Linked DNA regions of Mustela erminea: region 1 is linked to region 2. A link is a contact called in public Hi-C data. All regions are on one chromosome and are shown on one strand. Each heading gives the region's core, a stretch centred on a gene start, on an enhancer-like site or on the middle of the called end of the contact. The rest is flanking DNA. Distances are from core to core; before and after follow the strand shown. Region 1 overlaps EGFLAM (pikachurin). Region 2 overlaps LOC116586962 (a long non-coding RNA gene).

Region 1 (6,235 bases), core at 1,380-3,879, 320 kb before region 2:
TCCAACTCAAAGGTTCTTCAAAACAGCCTGTTTCTCTGAAATCCCTCTGACCCTACAGCCTTCCTCCTCTCCTCTTATTATCTGACTTGAACTTTTGGGTAGCAGTTAAGACACGACAGCGATGGGTGCCTGTGGGTGTGTGGTGACAGCTGCTGCCTGGGGCAATGTTCCAGGCAACCGCTAGAATTCCGGAAAGCCCTTCAGCTTCTTTGATGAGCACGGCCTCCTGCCAACCCTGGGCCAGTTAAATAAGAACCCCGGAAGCTGCCGAAGCTTATTGACTGAAGGCAGTGCTGTCTGCATCCCAGTCAAGACCTCTCTGCCATTACCTGGCTGGACCCCGCCACTGTGAGCTCCCCCCAAGATGGTGCCCCTTCCTCTCTGCCCTCCCTGTCTCCCCGTCCCTACTCAGACCTGGTGCTCATCCATTCTCTTCCCTCTGACCAGTGATCTGCCTAAAACACAGATAGGACTATTTTCTCTCACTGCTTTTTGGGTACAGAGCAAATTTCTATGCACGCAGTGTCTGATCCCTCCCTGCCTCTGTTCTATACCTACTGTTTCCCCACAAGCCCTGACTTTGTCTGGTTTCTACAATTCTGACCCTTCCTCGACCACCTCCACCTCCCCAACTCTCTGGGTCCAGGCTAGGGTATGGGACACACACCTCCCGCCAGCAAGTACTTCCAGACTCACCGGAACTGTCCTTGCTGAGTCCCACCTGCCCGTGTAAGCCTCTGGAGGGCAGGAACTTCCTTGTTCCCTCTTGTCTGGCCAGCATTTAGTGCCTGGGACACAGAAATGCCCAATAATACTGATTAAATCAATGACTAGATGATGCTACTATCTATATTTCATTTCCCCATAAATCGGAGGCAACCTGGCTTACGTTACCTAAAGAGTGCTCATCGCAGAGATCCCGGATTTCAGTGTGTCTCCCTTTGTTGGAACAAATTTTTTTTTTTTTTTTTTTAGATTTATTTATTTATTTATTTATTTGACAGAGATCACAAGTAGGCAGAGAGGCAGGCAGAGAGAGAGAGGGAGAAGCAGGCTCCCCGCTGAGCAGAGAGCCCGACGCGAGGCTCGATCCCAGGACCCTGAGATCATGACCTGAGCCGAAGGCAGAGGCCTTAACTCACCGAGCCACCCAGGTGCCCCCCTTTGTTGGAACATTTTAACTTTTTGCTTACAGCTCTTATCTGGAGGAATTTGGACACTAACTATGACACACAGTTTGTTGACCAGCCCACGCCTGAGAGTTTAGGCTGGGAAGTAACCAGTAACAGGGGAAAGCCTCTGGGGGTTGACATGGGGAGTTTTCTCAGAATATGGAAAACAGAAGAATTTCTCTACCCTTTGTAGTTGATAAGGAATGTCTCCCACTCACCATGCCTGCCTTTTCTCTTGGCCTCCAGCGGTTCTGTCTTTACCACTGCCGCATATAACAATAGCTGGTTACACAGGAATGCTGATTATGCATCCAACCCAGGGCAAAGTGCTAAGGAAGCAGATCTCAGCCTTCAAGAGAGGCTAGACTGTGCTCATGGCAATCACAAACGCCTCCAAAATATCAAAAGCTACAATAAGGGCTTATTTCTCACTTGCATATCCATCTGTGGTCAGGTGCAGCTTTTTGTAAAAAAAAAAAGATTTTATTTATTTATTTGAGGTGGTGGGAAGGATGGGGGCAGACCGAAAGAATCTCAAGCAGACTCACCACTGAGCACGGAGCCTGAGGCGGGACTCGATCTCACCACCCTGAGATCATAACCTGAGCCCAAACCAGCCAAAGTCAGATGCTTAATCGGCTGAGACCCCCAGGTGTCCCTGATCAGGTGCAGCTTGAAGGGGGCACCCAGGCTGAGAGTCACCCTGAGCTACTCTCTGCCTCGGAAAGCTTCTGCGAAGATGTGATTCATTTCTCTGCTGCCCAAGTTTTATTGCCTGGAGCCAGCTCCCTGGCCCCATCAAGATCAGCAGGTTGGAGCTGGACTTCCTGCAGGGAAAGGGGGTGCTTTTGGAGAAGCGCTGACTATGGGTGGCAGTCGTTTAGCCCACCACACGCACGGTGACAGCTCTCGGTGGTAGACATTAGGGTTCCCATTTTATAGATGTCTAAACAGAGTCTCGGACAGGTTACTGCACTTGCAGACATTCCAACAGTGGGGGTAAGTGGCGATGCCGGCCAATGTGGAAGTCCAGCCAGCCTGCTGGGCTGTGTCCCCGGGGTGTCTGTACCCATTGGTCGCCTTGACTACCTTTTCCGAAACTATGTCGTGTTTCGTGTCTCCTCTGTTGGCAGGGAGGCTTCACGCAGATTAAGTGCAACACAGACATTTTTATCGGCGGAGTCCCGAATTACGATGACGTGAAGAAGAACTCGGGCATCCTGAAGCCATTTAGTGGAAGCATCCAGAAGGTACCGGCTTCACTTACGCATGTTTGTTGTGTGGCCTGGTCTGCAGATGATGGGCTCGAGAACTGTGAGCGCTGTAATCCAATGCCTCCAAAAAAGAAGCTTGGGGAAAGTTGTAAGGTTTTCTTTGTTAATGCTAGCCACAGAGCTTTCCATTCCCACTTTCTGATAACGTCAGCTCCCAGGCCTCTGTCCAGCAGACATTCCATGAACACAGCTCAGTGAAGAGGAATCCTTACAGCCAATCCACCAAAGGATCCGGGCAGTGCTGAGGGAGGGAGCAGGCTGCAGGTGGCTGCCGATGCTTCTGCCGAAGGGGAGGAGGCCGAGGGGGTCTCCTAGCCGGTCTTGGCTCTGTGCTTCCCTTTGGGGTTACTCTGTGGTCTGCTCGAGTCAAAGCCAACCCCCAATCCCACCTCCATGCCCACTGCCACCCCTGCAAGTTAACAATTGTTCACCCATCACGTAACCCAGCCCCTAAGAGCATAGGTGAAGGAAGTCCTTCCGTAGAAGGTTGAGCAAAAACAATCCTTCAGCTAGTTGAAGCTATAGGGCACTGACCCCACTCATATTTGTCTGTTATTCCTTCCCTTGGGGCTTCCCATGACCTCTCCGGTTATGATAACATGTTTTGTCTGTAACAGACATGCAGGCTGACTCACCAAACCAGATTTCCAGGACCATGAAACCCTGGGAGAAAAAGGATTTGAAGAAAAGCACATTCGATTCCTGGATGTTAACTTTGTCCTGTTTTCCTTTAGCAACCAAGGGTGGGTGGTGGGCTGCGGATCCTTTCTAGCCTTGGGATGAAGTGTGGGGGAGGCCAGAACGAAGGAGGCCAGGGAAAGGAGGCCCTTTCATGATTTGCAACCAGAGAGGCCCCACGGAGCTCTTTCTCCTCTTGTATCCCGGTGTGGGTCCCACAAAAGGGGTCCAGTCAACACTTGCTGACTCTGATGTGTTTCCGTGTGTGGCTGAACAGCGATATCCGTGACACCTCAGCTCAGCCCATAGTCCCCCATCAGCACGGCTGGCTGTGTTTAATCATGTGTTTGAAATTCTCACTTAGAAAGCGGAGATGCTAAGGGGACCCCACACCGTCTCCCCACCCTTGTCAGGCTTTCCCCCTCCCGCCTTCACACAGCGCACAGAACCCTTTCCTCCGCACCTCCTGGGCAGGACACCCTCCCCTCCCAGGGGCTGAGTCACTGGCTCTGCCATGTCCCCCGGTGGACGGTAGCATCTTGGCTTGTCTCAAGTACGTATGACTCAGTTTCACAGTCTTTCACTCGGAGCATGAAAAGGGGACAACTATAGAAGGATTCTGGCTGCTTTCTTGCAGCTTGTAAGATTCAAGACCAGGAAAAGAAGTGTTCTCCCACTCTCCCAACACCCTCCAAGGTCTAGGCAAGCCTGTGGAACCACGCATTAGTGGCAGGAAGGACCACGGCTAACCTCTTAGGACGCCCTGCAGGGTGGAGGTCTTTCTGAGAGGTGCTCTGTCCGCAGATTCCACAAACTGACTCAAAGATGCAGCCAAGGTTGGAAGTGCATGACGCTGAAGCACCCACAGCTCAAAACAAACACACTCTCCACAGCAAGGGCTGAAAAGCTTGGCTCCGTTTATTTGAGGCTGGAAAGCCCAGTAACCTCTCCCCGTCACCCCTCATTTGCACTAGAGCCCCCACTGCAGGGAGAAGGGTGTGAAGGCAAAAGAGCTCTCCTGTCCCAGCGAGGCTGCACGCAGTGCTAAGAATGGCATCTGAGTTTCTTTCTTTCTTTCTTTCTTTTTTTAAATGGTGGGGAACAGGATGTGGAGAAGAAGGGAATTCATAGAGGAGGGGGTGGGACAATCAGGAAGACCCAGTTGATGGAGCTGTAGATTCCCCAGAGCCCATTAGCCAGAAGAACGCAGCAGCACAGGGTGAAGCTTCTCCCAGCCCCACTGCCACCAGGAGCCATCCATTCCCCTTTGGTTCCTGCCCGTGTGGTTCTTTCTTTTATATTCTTTCCTACTTGGCTTCACAGCAGCTCCTTTCTTCCTTGGCTGCATCTTCATGTCACTTGGAAAGCTTTTAAAAGTGACTGCTGACCGGCCCCCACCCTCAGAGATGCTGCAGGGGGACCTGCGTGGCACCCGGCCATCGGTACTTTTCTTAAAGTTCCCCAGGCCATTCTAACAGGCAGCCAGGTTGAGGACCCTCATTTATGGGGACCTCTTTATGACCTCCTGGAATCTTCCAGAGCCAGAGGATGCTTTCCTCTCTGCAGAGTCTCCCAAGGGCCACAGGTAATGACATCAGTTTCTGCATCGCTTTTACAAGGTGATACAAACACGAACTTGACGTTTTCTCTTTTATGAAAGTTCCCTCACCAGGCGTCACGCAGGGGAGGATGCCGAGGGAGGCTTCAGCCGACTGTGAAGATGTGTCCCGAGTGCCCAAACGTCTTGACCTTTTGTCCCCTGCAGATCATTCTGAACGACCGCACCATCCACCTGAAGCACGACTTCACGTGGGGCGTGAACGTGGAGAACGCGGCCCACCCCTGCGTGGCGGGGCCCTGTGCACACGGGGGCAGCTGTCGGCCCAGGAAGGAGAGCTACGAGTGCGACTGCCCCCTGGGCTTTGAGGGGCTGCACTGCCAGAAAGGTAGGCACGGAGCGGGAGGGGGTGTCTCCGGAAGCACGGGGGCCGCACTCTTCCAGGAGGCACTGGGAACCCCAGGACAGCCAGGCACGTGGTTTTGAGCAGTGAGTTCAGGAACATAATAGCTGGTATGTCCCATGGTTAATTATCCTATTAAAGAAGAATCATAATGTCAAAATATTTTTAACAGTGGGCCTCTTCCCTGAGAATGCCCTGATGGTCTAGGTACCAAAAGCTTAAATCCTAGTGTCTTCAAGTCACTTGGAAAGCTTTTAAAAGGGGGGTTTCCGGGACCCGTGCCTCTGAGCCATACCCAGAGTCCGTCCTGATAGGTGGGTGCCTGGGCTTTAGAGGCCGGTAAGTATGTTGACCTCTACCTGTGAACATGATAACGAGAAATCTGAGAAATCTTGCCCAGGACAGAAAAAGGTAAATTCTGCTGAATTATAAATAACCTTCTGTGAAGTGCTATTTTTCATGCTTTTTCCTCTGTGCCTGGGTTTCCTCCTCAATAAAACAGGAGTAATCATGCAATAATGTCTAACACAGAGGGTGGTAATATAGGTTAAATGAGGCAATGCTTATTCCTGAGAAACATGTCTACTAAGCCCTCAACCAGTACTCACCGTCATTGTTATTGGTGAAAAGCACCTGCTCCCTGCAGTGCTGGGAGCTACTCAACTTCCAGCCCGCCCTTGTCTGAAAGCTAGAGCAGGTCACAGGCCCTCCATGATGGAGCTTCCCACATCTGCCCCAGGGAGGCCACGGACCTTGTGTCCAGAAGAGGCCTACCAGTATATGGTCATGTTTGGCCATTGGATCTTTTTGTTTCAGATATTAGTACGGCCTCACCTGTCTGGGAACTAATTTTAAAAAAGGGGGCGGGCATCAGGCCACAAGAAGTGAGGTGGTGAGCCTCAGTGAAGGGACGTGTGCTCTCTCTTTTCTATCTCTTTCCAGGTTCCTGAACTTTATCAGAATTCAGGCTTAGGGGAAGACAGTTACAGGCAGATGCTGTAGTATAGGAATAGTAGGAGAACTTGTTTTGCAGTGACCATGGGAAATAGAAATGCTAATTTGCTGATTGGAAGCCTGCAGTGTATTTTATTTCAGTGTATTTTGAAAACTGCGTGGCAAATTATATGAAATATGTTTATGAACATAGCTC
Region 2 (6,339 bases), core at 3,328-5,827:
GCCGCGTTCCAGGCCTGGCAGCTGAAGGAGTGAGCACTTTGGGTTCCTGTTGGCTACTGGCCAGAGGCTGCCCTCAGCTCCTTGTGGTAACGTATCCTCTGCAGACAGGTCACAGCAATGGCAGTTTTCTTCTTCAAAGGCAGCAAAGGAAGGGGTCTCCTTGTACTGGGATCACCTACACATAATCATAGTCTGATTACCTTTCCTGTGTCCTACCGGTTAGAAGGAAGCCACAGAATCTGTCCACACTCAAGGGAAGGGATAAGGGCATGCATGGCCAGGAGGCAAAGATCATGAAGATAAGCCTCCTGAGGCCTCCTCTGCTACAGTGGGGTGTGAGCACCTCACCCCCTCCCTGCTCCTTCTGAGGGTTCTCTCTTCTTTCCACGCGTCCACTTCCTGGTCTTTGCCCAGATTGCCCCAAATTTGGAGGGCAAGGGAAGTAAAATTTCTTCCACCCCCAATGCTTACTCTAAGGGCAGGAAAGGTATTTACTTGAGAGGAAGCCCTTCATTGTCAGTTAAGATAATAAAATTCGGCAATGTAATCCAGGGTAAAAAGGGGCCAAATTCTGCCCAACCTAAAAGGAATCAGCACAAATTTACATGAAATAGAGTCGAATGTATGTAGATGAGAGGAAGCTGAGTTGTTCATGATAATCCGGTGGCTATAGCTGGAAAGAAATGAATGCTGTTATAATGAGGTGAGTTTAGTTTTTGGAGATTAGAAGAGGGAATAGACCACAAGTAGAGTGGGAGCCCTTCCACTCTTCCCCACTGGCCCAAATCCCCCCTATATACACACTGCCCCTCTCCAGGCCTGTCAACTCAGAGACCAGGATTCACTCTTTCTGCCACTGAGCCAGCAGAAGTTAGGCTGAGGGGGAAGGAGGCCATTACAGAGGATGCAAAAAACAAGAAAGGACCAGATGGCATAGGCCTTGATTATCTCTCTAGGGAGGGGTGAGTTTTACCTTGGGGGAAAAAGGTATATGAAAGTGTAAACCAGAATTAATTTCAGCTGTAAAAACCACAACATTCCCAGATCAGAATGACTTAAACAAAAACAAAGGGTGTCTGTCTCCCGCCTTCAAGAAGTCTGGAGATAGCCAGAGCCCGTTGGTAAATAATCCCCCGGGGCAGAGAAGCAGACTCCTCCCGCCATACTGCCGGGGCAACCTCCATTCCCAGGTAACTGCCAGAGCCCCCTTCTCTTACTCCATGGCGGGGCAGAGAAGAAGACTCCTCCCGCCATACTGCCGGGGCAACCTCCATTCCCAGGTAACTGCCAGAGCCCCCTTCTCTTACTCCATGGAGGGACACCGTGTGGAAGCTACACACGCAGACTTCTGTTAACATCGCCCTGGTCAAAAGCAAGTCATACAGTCACACCCGGCCGCTAGGGGGGCTGGGAGGTGGATGGAGTCTTTATTCTGGTCAGCTAAGTCTCCAGATAAAAATCATTCACTTCGTGGGGTGCCTGGGTGGCTCAGTGGGTGAAAGCCTCTGCCTTCAGCTCAGGTCATGATCTCAGAGTCCCTGGGATCGAGCCCCGCATCAGGCTCTCTGCTCAGCAGGGAGCCTGCTTCCCTTCCTCTCTCTCCGCCTGCCTCTCTGCCTACTTGTGATCTCTGTCTGTCAAATAAACAAATAAAATCTAAAAAACAAAAACAAAAACAAAAACAAACAACATTCACTTCGAAGGAGGTCAGTAAATGCCTGCTGGTGGACATCAAGCATCCTCTTGCCCAGGTGTGGTGACTGAAGACACAGCCCCTGCCTGCCCCTGCTAAGGAGGACACATTGCCTCCCTCCCGGGGCTGCCATCAGCTCAAGGCCCTGCAGGTCTGCCTCAGCTGCAGGGCGATGCCCGACCCAAGGACTTGTCCACATGGAGCAGCTGGGATGGAGGCATGGAGACTGGCCCTTCAGGCAGGTGTGGGACAACTCAGACAGGCCATTGTCGCTCCGGAGTCCCTGAGAGCTCGACTAAGGTTGCCGTTGGGGACCTTGGAGGTTCTACTTCTCCTTCATCTCAATCCTCCTCCCACTTCCTCCTTTTCCCAGCTGTGGACACCAGGGGTACGACTTAACAGACACTCTGGGCCCCAGGCTCCGGTTCCCAGGGACCCCACCTGCAGGAACAGGGGAAGAGGATTTAAAGAGAAAGCACCACAGGAAGTAAAGGGAGAAGAGAGAGAGCTAGGGAATAGGGAGGTACGTGAGGGACCCCATTAGTCCGGGTTTTCCGGAGGAACAGAACTTACAGGGGGTGTGTGCGTGTGTGTATAAATACAAAGCGATTGATTAAAAAGAACTGGTTTGCACAAATTTGGATGGTGATGAATCTCAGATCTGTCACAGGGGCTGACAGGCTCAAGACCCAGGACAGCCAATGGTGCAGATGAAGCCCAAAGGCAGTCTGGAGAATTCCCTCTCACTCCGGGAGGCTCAGTGAGGTCCTCGGAGCCCGTTTAGGCCTTCAACGGATTGGGTGAGGCCCACTCACATTATGCAGAGTAATCTGCTTACTCAAAGTTCCCAAATTTAAACGCTAAACTCATCCAAAAATACCCTCCAAGTTGACCTGTAGGATCGAGACCCAGGGAGCTTCCTTCTGGAACCTCCACGGTCCTCCCTTCCTCCCCCAACACACACACGCATACATGTACCAGGCCAAGGTGGTGCACATGGGCACCTTGGGTGGCTCAACAAAGCCAGACCCCCGATTCCAGCATCCCCTCTGCTGCCCTGAAAGGCTGTCGGACTTCCCAGAAAGCCTAGGGAAGGAACATCCCAGGTACTGCGTATTAGCTTCAGGAAAGGTCACGGGGGTTGGGATCTAAAAATACAAAACGGAGAGCGTCTCCCTCCATCCAGGGCAGAGACGGCAGCAGCTAGAGGTGTCATGGAGCATTAATGTACAAACACTAACCGAGCCGGCAAAGGCCCTTCGGCCCTGCTTTCCATGCCCCGGTGGGAACAGAAAAGAAGAGGCCACCAGGAAAATTCAGCAAGTGTCTCAGCTGATGCCCAGCGCATCCCCCCGGCTCAGGGCTGGCCTGACACTTGTCCGGTTTCCCTGCCCGGCTCCAGTCCTTCCTTACCCTGCTCCGCCTCTCTGTCCTCTTCCAACTCCTATTTTGTTCTGTTGGATCTAAGTATGTATTGTGGTCATTTTTGTCTTTCCTGTTAGAGGATGGGCAACCCAACTACAGTGACCATGTCCACTCTTTCGTAGGTACTTAAAGAGCCAAGGGTGATTTTGCTTCTCGTGTGCACTCATAAAGGTCAGGACCAAGATCCTGTCATTAGGAATGCAGGTTACAACAGAAGGGGTTCCGGTCCTACGTTACCATGTCTTTCCTGCCCCCTGCCCCCCGCACAAAAGTGTATATACTCTATAAACGATAGCGGGAGGTATAGAAAAAAACAATTACTTGGCCTCCTTTTCTTTGTTAGGCTATATCCAAGATACAAGCAAAGAAACTTAGAAGACACAGAAGAGAGTTTAAAGCAGGGCAGCTTGTCCTGATTAAAAAGCCCCAGCCCTCCTGGGAACCGAGACGGAGCAATAACATGATTTGTTCATCGTCAGACAGCTCGTCAGTTATGGAGCTCGGTTTTTAACACAAGTCTTAACTGCCGTGATATGCTATAAATGGTACTCAGGTTTCTTGGCTTCTTATTTCCATTCAATAAACCCATCATTTTCACAAAAGTAGTATTGTGTGCCAGTGGGACTTTCCGGTGTTTGCTGATGGACTGGCAGATGGTACACGGACTCTCACTGCACGCTGACTCTTCTTCCCATCACGTCCACAGCAGGGTCCCCAGGACCCTTGCTGGGCATAGGGCAGGGAGAGGATCCTACTAATGCTTCCAAGTAGTGGCCCCAATAGCCCCAGTCTTTAGGGATTTGCAACACCTGGCATTTTATTGGATTACAGAATAGTCATCGCCCCCCACCCCAACCTCCGTCTGTGATCAGACACATCCAAATGACTTAAAAAAAGAAAAAGATGGTTAGTATGCCTCCTTGAGACAAACACAGCTATACCCCTGGTGTTGCAAACAAAGGCCCTTGCTGCCCCTCCCTCCGAAAAAATTAATAATACATGAGGATTTTCAGGAATCGCTAGAAGTGTAACACCCCCTTTCCAGATTTCCTGGAAGAATCATTCGTTTCTGACAAATAAGTTCATTTGAGCATGTAATGAAATTTGATTTGATTTTTAGACCTTTGTAAATGTTTCATGTCCATCAAACTGTGCATCAGAAAAAATAACTCTGCGTTGGACCTTGTGGGGGCTCCAACCCGGTGTAAAGAACAAACTAGAGCAGGAGAAAGCAGCCTGAGCCCCTCCACACGCAGGTCTGGCCTCCAGCTCTGTACCCCCCTTCCAGCACCCAGGGCACAGACCACAGGAAAGCAAACACCTACACTCCCATCTGGCACCCAACCGTGGGGAGCTTGCTGCTCTCTTCCCGCAAAGCAAATTTCACTTGGCCTTCTGCAGAAGATGATTGTGACTCATTTTCCCTGCTGAGGGCTATGTGATGACCAGACATGAGCCACACATTCAACTGAGTCATGAGTGCTCACATGCCAGTCGTGCCCACTCGGTCACATTTAATGCTCAGCCGTTCTGTAAAAGCCCTAAACCCACAAAAGCAACTTGACGGCAGGGCTCAGACCAGATGAGCTGGGAGGGGCAGGGAGACACTCACTGCTGTCCCCTCAGCCATTTTCCCCTGAGCCCCACCCAGAAACCTCCCCGTCCTTCCTTCTCTCTCCACGCCTGCATCTCCAGGCTGGTCAAATCTGGGTTTAAATGCACCAGCATGATTTACCCTTTCTTAAGGAGGAGGCTGCTGCCAGTTTCTGGCTGCAGGACTGGGGACCTCACCAACAATCCTCAGCCAGAGCTCTCTGTGCTCCCAACCTTTCTTCCTGTCACCATCCGATTCATTTCCTGTACGCCATGACCCCTTCTGGGGAACATTAATTAGCCACCGTGTTTTTCATGATCAGAATTCTAGGAAAGTGACATCTGTATGACTCACACTTCTGCAGTGTGAAAAGTATTTACTATAGTTGATTGAAGCAGATACGTTTTGTGCTAGATACTTACTATATGGATTTATGACCATCTGTAACCATTCTGGGAAAAGGGAAAAAAAATCAGCACTATTAGCTGTGAAGAAGGCTTCACTGTATCACTAAAACTAAGTGAAAACATATGGGATGAAATATCTCTAAATGATCTCATAAATGTCTTTACTTAGAAATACAACAGACTTCCTCTATAATGCTAGTTTCCAGAATAAAGTTAACACTGCCCTAAGACATCATATTCTACCTCTCGTGGCTCAATAAGATAAGAGGATGATTTTACCACCTATATTGTCATCTAGCTAAAGGGTTTTACAATCCATACAGTCATGAGCTTGTAAAATAAACTATGCAAATTTATGTGGACCAGGGTCTAAATTAATTCAGGTCTAAATAAATCAAACCCTAGCTAGACCGTGCTTTAATTAAAAATTGAAAATCTGACTCATGGCACTTAAGTCTGCTGGTGTGTCCTCTGCCAGGAGAGGCATCCCTGCTGTAACAGACACAAATGTTGGGAGGGCTGGCAGATTCTTAAAGATCTAAATAGAGGGGGGTGGGGGGCATCCAGATAAACGTGGCATTCTGAGAGTTCTGTAATTGCTCAGATGGATGTCTCGAGGGCCATTTCAGAGCAAGGAAGCTCACGGTGTCGTCCGGCGAATATGCATTTTTATTGTCAGTTTCTCTCCCCTTGCTTTTGGGTTTTTATGGTTCTCCGTACCTTCTTGTGAATATGTATATATTTTTTCAAACTTCATCTTTGTTCCGTTTTAAGTTTGTATGTGATTATTATCAACTCTCTTCTCCCTTTCCATTTTCCAAAATAGCTTCCCTGCCCGCGGTGCCCCTACTGTGTCCCAGGGGCTTGGACAAATCTGACTGTTTAGGAGGCTTCCCTCCCTGGCTGGACTCCTTCTTCAGCCCAGTGCTCCCAACAAGGACCTGTGACCACCATTGGGTGACCCTGGGCATAAAGCAGATTTCGGAGCAGGGCATGTGGAGCAGGGCATGTGGGCCAGGGATGTCTGCACCCCAACCAGGAAACAGGGGCAGACCGTTCCACGTGAGACTATAAAGATCCTGGGACAGTCTCTGAAACCTCGGTTCTCCTGGAAACCTTGGGGCACACAGTTCCCACGTCCCCGATGGTGCAGGTGGAGAGGAAGCTACCCTACTCAGAACTGGCTCCTCCCCAGAGGGCTCTCTGGGCAGCGCCATCTT

What was found. Hi-C and Micro-C count contacts between places; a contact is called where the count stands out from the background.
Region 1: a Hi-C map of fibroblasts shows a contact between it and region 2, with 5 times the contacts expected there. The contact joins two enhancer-like sites. A contact is called at or near these places in 2 of 3 Hi-C or Micro-C datasets (fibroblasts and skeletal muscle).

Annotation. Positions count from the first base shown.
Region 1 is chr3:134,181,440-134,187,674 of mMusErm1.Pri, reverse strand. It overlaps EGFLAM (pikachurin), which reads left to right. Exons shown (of 24, transcript XM_032337564.1): 18 at 2,306-2,422; 19 at 4,890-5,070. Among named protein-coding and RNA genes, the nearest start is that of LIFR, 110 kb to the right of the region's middle. Within about 2 kb of position 2,629, the one cell type or tissue checked has open chromatin away from gene starts, as enhancers often do. A contact at or near this core is called in fibroblasts, where this site is marked.
Region 2 is chr3:133,865,774-133,872,112 of mMusErm1.Pri, reverse strand. All of the region lies in intron 3 of LOC116586962 (a long non-coding RNA gene), which reads right to left. Among named protein-coding and RNA genes, the nearest start is that of OSMR, 31 kb to the right of the region's middle. Within about 2 kb of position 4,577, the one cell type or tissue checked has open chromatin away from gene starts, as enhancers often do. A contact at or near this core is called in fibroblasts, where this site is marked.